Regions from separate parts of the Mus musculus genome. Here region 2 is linked to region 1. Evidence: chromatin contacts called from public HiChIP or PLAC-seq data. All regions are on one chromosome and are shown on one strand. Each heading gives the region's core, a stretch centred on a gene start, on an enhancer-like site or on the middle of the called end of the contact. The rest is flanking DNA. Distances are from core to core; before and after follow the strand shown. Region 1 holds the start of Prss23 (protease, serine 23). Region 2 has its middle 47 kb from the start of Ccdc81.

Region 1 (3,317 bases), core at 611-3,110:
CCAGTGACACACTTCCTGAGTCGAGGCCACACCTCCCAAGCCTACCTAAACACCACCACCAACTGGGGACCAAGTATTTTAAATGCCAGAGACTATGGGAAACATCTCATTCAAATCACCAAGAGTTAATCTGGTTTTTATGTGCTAAGCTTTGGCCCTAGGAAATTACCACTTTCACAGTTATGTTAACAAGAAAGAGAGCTGGGAAGAACAAGAAGTGAGAGAACAGAGTGTTTTAGGGCCTTGCACAGACCACAGGAGTGGAAGCACTGTGGAGAACTGACTGAGAGAAACCCTAAATTTTACTGTTCCGGAAGAGAATCTTTGTATTCGATCAGTTTGAGTTTTATTCTTGAGTTGTTCAAACGTTTAAGTTTTCACCTAGCTTTATGTATACACTCACATTAATGGATTGTTTAAAAAGAAAATGTAAGCTAAGACAGGGGAGGTCTAAGAAGGTTTTGCCTTTAACGTGGTGGACAATACTAGTTTCCTTTATGTTTGAGAAACACTACTCAACAATGTGTTCAGGGCTTTCCTATTTAAAGGCAAGGCAAACACTAGCTCACTGGACATGTCACTAACATCCTGGTGTGGAATAGGATGTCAGGCCCTCCCTTTCTGAGGGCAAGCTTTGACAGGAAAAAAGGAAGGCTACTCTGGGATTGACAGGAGAAAAAAGAAGGAGGAGGAAGAGGAGGAGGAGGAGGAGGAGGAGGAGGAGGAAGAGGAGGAGGAGGAGGAGCAGGAGGAGGAGGAGAAGGAGGAGAAGGAGGGAGAGGAGGAGGAGGAGGAGGAGGGAGAGGAGGAGGAGGGAGAGGAGGAGGAGGAGGAGGAGGAGGAGGAGGAGGAGGAGGAGGAGGAGAGAAGAAAACGACCTCTGCAAAATTTTGTCCTACTGTTCAGGAGCTGTCTGACTGCTAGCAAGATTAGGCCTCTCCAGTCCTCCAGTCCTGAGGGGAAATCCACAGCTCCACCCTTTTCATCTCCATGACCTGCATGAAGGGTTGGTTCACAGAAATGGATGTGTGGATAGTCTTAAGAGACTACTAAGACTATATAGCATTAGATATTTAAATAGTGAGGTCACCAGGCTGACTCAGTCCCCCAGGTGTGGACTTCTCCAGTGATTTAGGGAAACAGGCACCATAAGCTAGGAGGTGGCTCCACCAGCTGGTGCCCTGGTGCCCCAGTAAAGACCAGGCCGGGGGCGTCACCAGTCAACCCCTGGGAAGCTGCCAAGTCCGCGATCCCTTGCTGTGCTCTGGGACCCAGTATGCTAGCAGCTGAACTGCAGGGCCTGCAACCTCGGTAGCCTGCCTCTGGATTACAAACTGAGGTACACTCTAGAAGCGCTAGAGGAGGAACTAAGGTGGAAAGGAGCTCGGTCGTCACTATTCAAGGCGCACAGAATGCGCACGGGTGAGGAGCTTACAAGTTTGAATTCTGCTTTGCAAACTTGCCTAGCGGCGCTCCACGCACCCGGGGTGCTGGAGGACTGGAAGGTTGGAAGGGACCGCCCACTCTGGAGCATTGCTTTAGCAGACTCTGGGCAATGTAGACCCCTAGAACTTGGTGTGAAGTTGTCTAGAGCGGGAGAGTGCAAGAGTCACTGGTAGGAGCCGTTCATCGGACACGGTGCAGGGGCATCGAGTACGGGGACCCGCTGGTGGTGACGCGCTGCGGAGACCCACCTGCGCGGGGCCCGAGGGTTCTGGACCTCTGAATAGCAGGGTGACGCTGGCTGGAGGCAGGCGGCTAGGGGAAGGGGAGGCGACGGCCGGCGGGCTGCGCGGCTCGCGGCTGGGGGCGGGGCGGGAGGGCCCGGGAGGCGAAGGGGAGGGGATGGGGGGCGGACCGGGTGCTGCAGGCTCTGCTGGACCTCAGGCTCGCACTCGGCCACTCTGCGGAGCAGGCATGGGAGCCGCGCGCGTCCTCCGGGCGCCCACACCTGTCTGAGCGGCGCACGGCCGCGGCCCCGGCGGGCTGCTCCACGCGGGTGAGTGCGATGCGGGGACCCGGCGTCTCCCGCTGGGTCCGAAGGACCAGGCGTGTGCCGGAGCCGGACAAAGAGTCGGGTGCGCGCGGGGTGGGGTGGCTGCGGGTAACACCGGGGAGTTTGCCGTGGCTTCCGCACAGACTCTGGGCTTAGGACAAGAGCCTGAAAGAGCCTCCCTCCCCGGACACCGGCTCTGTACAGCGTTTGGATTCACTCAGTGTCTCTCTTAAAGTGGATGGGGAAAAGAAGGTTTTGAAAGCGCTGTCTTGGATGCAAGGTGTTGTCTAGGGGTCAAGTGGAGCTGTGTATGGCAAGGTGTCCCTGGAGAGGTCAAGGTAGGCTCTCCCCCACGAACACACACTGTAACCTCTACCATTTTCTTTCTTTGAGTTTTGCGCCTACTGTATCTGACTTCATCGTGCTCTGAGCATTAATTTTTAACCTGGCACGTGACTATGAACACACCTTAACAAGCAAGAAAAAGTCAGCAAACACAAGTTGGGATCAGGCTCTGTGCTGGGTGCCGACTTTGCTCTGAGTGCTAAATCTAGAAAATTATGCCTGGGCTATCAACAGTTGTTGGAAGCAAATATTTCTTCAGCATGTAGCCATTTATCACAAATTGCTAACTGAAAGAAAAGATTTGCCCTCCCCTAGAACTTTTAAGAGAGGAAGATGTGTTTAGATGGAGCAATACCACCCCCTCCTGAAATGGAGCCGATTCTCCCTCCCACCTCCCTCAGAGCATCCCTTGAGAAAAGCCTCTGATTAAAATCCTGTTTGTTTTATTGTCCATTGGGTGACATCCACGAGAATTTAGAAACAGCCCGTAGCCTGTGGAAAGTTCCAGATGATTCAGGATCTCGGTTAGTATAGAAATTGCTACTCCCAGGTCTTGTAAGTGAACTTGAGAGGTCCTAGCGAATGCCTTAAGGACAGATAGGTCAATACAAAATAGCCTTATCAGGCTCTGTGAGAAGAGTTTGATTTATAGTTGAAGTTAGGTTTTTCCAAAATCCCTATTGCAAATTAGTATCAGGATATTGTTAGACATTGTTTCGGGGGGGGAAAGTGTTTAAAAGAACTATTACCTGTCTTTCTAGGAGTCTCCTAGGAGTGAGGTACAGTAGTGCATGCCTGTGAATCCTAACACTTCGAAGGCTGGGGAAGGCCAGTGAACTTGAGGCTAGCCTGTGTTATTCAGTGAACATTTTTAAAGAGTCTCTTAGAACTGGATTGGGGACGGGATAAAGAGACCGAGGATTCTTTTGAAGGCACTACATTCATTTTTTTTCTGAGTGTGCCATAAATATATGAA
Region 2 (3,317 bases), core at 336-2,835, 340 kb before region 1:
AGTGGCTATTCCTGGTTGTCAACTTGACAATATTTGGAATGAACTACAATCCGGAATTGGAAGGCTCACCAGTGACCCTTATCTGGAGGCTTGGAGATCCTTATCTGGATCTTGGTTTGAAGATCTTGAGCCATAGTGGCTATGGATTCCAGAAGATTGAATCTCCGAGTTAAGGAACACACCTTTAATCTGGGCTATGCCTTTCATCTGGGATTAAAGGTGTGGTGGAACACACCTTTAATCTGGGCTACACCTTTTGCTGGAGACAATATAAGGACATTGGAAGAAGGGAGTCTAGCTCTTGCTCTTGCTCCTTTGCCTGCTTGCTGCGTGAGACTGAGTAACTGCTAGATCCTTGGACTTCCATTCACAGCTGCGACTGAACAATTGTTGGGAATTGAGCTGCCGACTGTAAGTCATCAATAAATTCCTTTATTATCTAGAGACTATCCATACGTTCTGTGACTCTAGAGAACCCTGACTAATACAGGTAAGATATCTTTTTTCAGAGCAGTCTTGCTTTATTTGATTTGTGTGTGCCTGTGTGGGGATGGGTGCGTGTGAGTTCAGGTGGTTTTGGATGCTAAAAGCGGGAACCTTCTGGGGCTGGCGTTACAGGAGGCTTTGAACTGCCTGACACTGGCGCTGAGCTCTGGCCCTCTGCAGAACCGGCATGTGCTCTTAACCGCTGAGCATCTCTCTAGCCTAGGATCATTTAAAATTTTATATCCCCCTCATACATGCACATAATGTACCTTAATCATATGCAATCCTAATATCTCTTCTCACCTCCTCTCTAGAACTTTACCTTCATGCCCCCTGCCCCCTTTAAAATAACCGCCTGAGTCTAGTTATCCACTAGGTCAGACATAGCAAACCTACCAGAGCCCACGCCCCTAAGGAAAAATGACTTTCCCTCCTCCAGAAGCCGTCAATTGTTCCTCAGTTAGTGGTGGGACTTAGTGAGCTCTCTCCCAGCCGTGAGGGAATGCTGACTGGTCCGGCCGTGTGCAGGGCTTGTGCAGGTAACCATCACTGCACTACTGTGAGTTCCTGAGGGCAGTGGTCCCACCATTTCCTGACGTCAGCATTCCACAGCACTTGTTCTTACTCTCCATCCCTTACATTATTTTTGTTCCCTTTGTAACTGGTCTCCACACATTTGTCGTACGCTGATGCACGCACATAATGTGGGAGAATGAATGTCAGGGGCCGAGGACTGGCTCGGGTTCATAAGGTGCTTGCTGGAAGCCCTGCTTTCCATTCTCAGTACTGCGTAAAATGGATAAACACGCACACTTGTAATCTCAGCCCTTGTAAAGTGGAGACATTAGGATGAGGGCTTCGAAGCTATCCTTGGTACATTGTGAGTTTAAGGCCAGTATGGAGCTACATAAGACTCTGAGGTGTATGTGTGTTGGGTTGGAAAAAGAATCCAAATAATGTTGTTTCCTAGAGTTAAAACTTGAAGCAGGCACAAATGCTCAGAACCTTCTGCTATCCTTCTGCTTCCTATCCCAACACAGCCCGTGTTTCTCTCCAGTCTCAAGCAGGCTTTGTCCCTGACTTCCAGCCTCCCTGGCTTTCCCCCCTCATCCTCAGAGGGAGGGCCTCACAAACCCTCTGCTTATTGGCTCTGGATCCGTGATTGATGAGGGGGTGCTCAAGTTGCTTGGACTCCGGGGGTGGGGGGGGGGGGGGGAGAGGCTTGTGACTGGCAGGGTGTGGATTGGCTCCCTCTGTGGCTCTTCCACCTTCAAAGCCAGGGGAGATGCTGTTTCCCTGGGGCAGTCCGTCTGCAGCTCCTGGGCCTACACTGCTGTTGCTGCCTGTGTCACCAGGATCCAGCTGGCTGTGCGCTTAGGACGCAGCTGTTCATGAGTCGGTTGATTCTTTTCCGTGGGGCTGACGGTCAGCCATTTATGGAGTTTCTAAAAGGTCCTTGGAGATAGCTGCTGGGCACAGCATGACTGTTTTGAGTGGACTGTAGGGAGCCATCAGTGCTCTCCAGCCAAACGCTCTTAAAGTAGAGTCAAGTTGGGTCATTGGAACACGGGTTCTGAGTGGCCCGGGCAAGCATCTCTGCCTTGCTTCCCTATTCGCACATTGATGCTTGTTGAAAGGCTCTTTCTTTGTCAGTCCCAATTTCATCTTCAAAGCTCTGGAAATTTCAGGTGCCTGGTATTTGACTTTGGTTTCTTGAAATCATTTTTGTATTTTTAAAAACTTAAAAAATATAACCGTATGAAGTTCTATTTTTAACTAGATTAACACAACTTCGACGAACCACCCATTTGCTGTGGAGTTCACTTACAGGAATATGAGATTTCTTATCTCACATAATCCAACCTGTGCAACCAGAACAGAGTTAGAGGGACTTAGAAGAACTACAGAATTACCATGATAGTACACACATAAGTGTGTGAAGCAACTTGAGACACGGCTCTTGTTGAGAAAGAAGGTATCCAAGTTCTAGGCTGGCCTTTTGATGATGGCTCATCACCGTCCAAGCAGATCGTGGACGACAGGTTAAGTCTTGAAAACATGAAATTTCGTGAGGAGCTTGGCTGTTGTATGGCTGTACCTTGTGCTGCAGGTCTTGGGAGAACTCCAGTGCTTGCTGCAGTAAAAAATGAAGAGGAGCTATGGCTTATAAGACAAAAGTGGGTCAGAGATTTCTCCAGCAGGCAACTTCTGTATTTGGAGAAACAGTGTTCTAAAACGTTGCTGCTTTTTAGAGTCTCCAATGGAAAAATAGCGTTCAATACAAGATGGCTGCTTGATGCTGTTTCCTTGGGAGTGGAGCTTGAGATATGACCAAGTTCATTGCACATTTTAGTCAATAATATAGGCTTAATGAATGAAACTGATAGTGTTTCCATGGGAATATTAAAGCTACAAGCTTGACAGCAGTGCAACCTCTGTCATGGTTATTACTATGCATGCAAGATATGTAAGAAATTTAGTGAGATTGGCTGCCAAGACATGACACAGTACTTGTCTGGTTTTAGTTATACAGAATTAAAATCCCCCCCCCCCCCGAAATATAAACAGCATTCCAAACCTCATGTGGTTTATTCCTTAAGTCATTTCAAACATTGCAAGTATATAGTTACTTACCTGCTCTTTGGTGTTCACCTTCTTGAAGTTTGTTCCACAGTTGCTTCTGTGGGATTTTAAGTTTCACAGTGACCAAATGCATTCCCAGAAGTTTCATTTTGCGCTGTTTTGAAGGTTCTATTTTGAAAAGCCAGCTTTGGTAGAAGCAGCATGTGTTTAATGTCTTCTGATAAAAATGCGTTGCCATACATGTTTAT

The links. HiChIP or PLAC-seq counts read pairs in DNA pulled down with a chosen protein or histone mark.
Region 2: an H3K4me3 HiChIP or PLAC-seq map of craniofacial prominence shows a contact between it and region 1, with 6 times the contacts expected there. The contact joins the enhancer-like site here to the promoter of Prss23 in region 1. A contact is called at or near these places in 16 of 39 promoter capture datasets (the 3T3-L1 cell line, the C10 cell line, the HPC-7 cell line and 10 more), 10 of 15 datasets of contacts at CTCF or cohesin (the G1E-ER4 cell line, the NIH/3T3 cell line, embryonic stem cells and 4 more), 169 of 484 Hi-C or Micro-C datasets (the 3T3-L1 cell line, the 63-12 cell line, the AML12 cell line and 89 more), 37 of 115 datasets of contacts at active chromatin or transcription factors (the 230-238 cell line, the NIH/3T3 cell line, Th17 cells and 25 more) and 5 of 9 other capture datasets (adipose tissue, embryonic stem cells, liver and 2 more).

The regions. Positions count from the first base shown.
Region 1 is chr7:89,516,129-89,519,445 of GRCm38.p6, reverse strand. Prss23 (protease, serine 23) reads left to right here and starts at 1,860. Exons shown (of 2, transcript NM_029614.4): 1 at 1,860-1,999.
Region 2 is chr7:89,855,054-89,858,370 of GRCm38.p6, reverse strand. No RefSeq gene overlaps it. Among named protein-coding and RNA genes, the nearest start is that of Ccdc81, 47 kb to the left of the region's middle. Within about 2 kb of position 1,585, at least 46 of the 459 cell types and tissues checked have an H3K27ac peak or open chromatin away from gene starts, as enhancers often do. A contact at or near this core is called in the STO cell line, cerebral cortex, craniofacial prominence and 5 more, where this site is marked.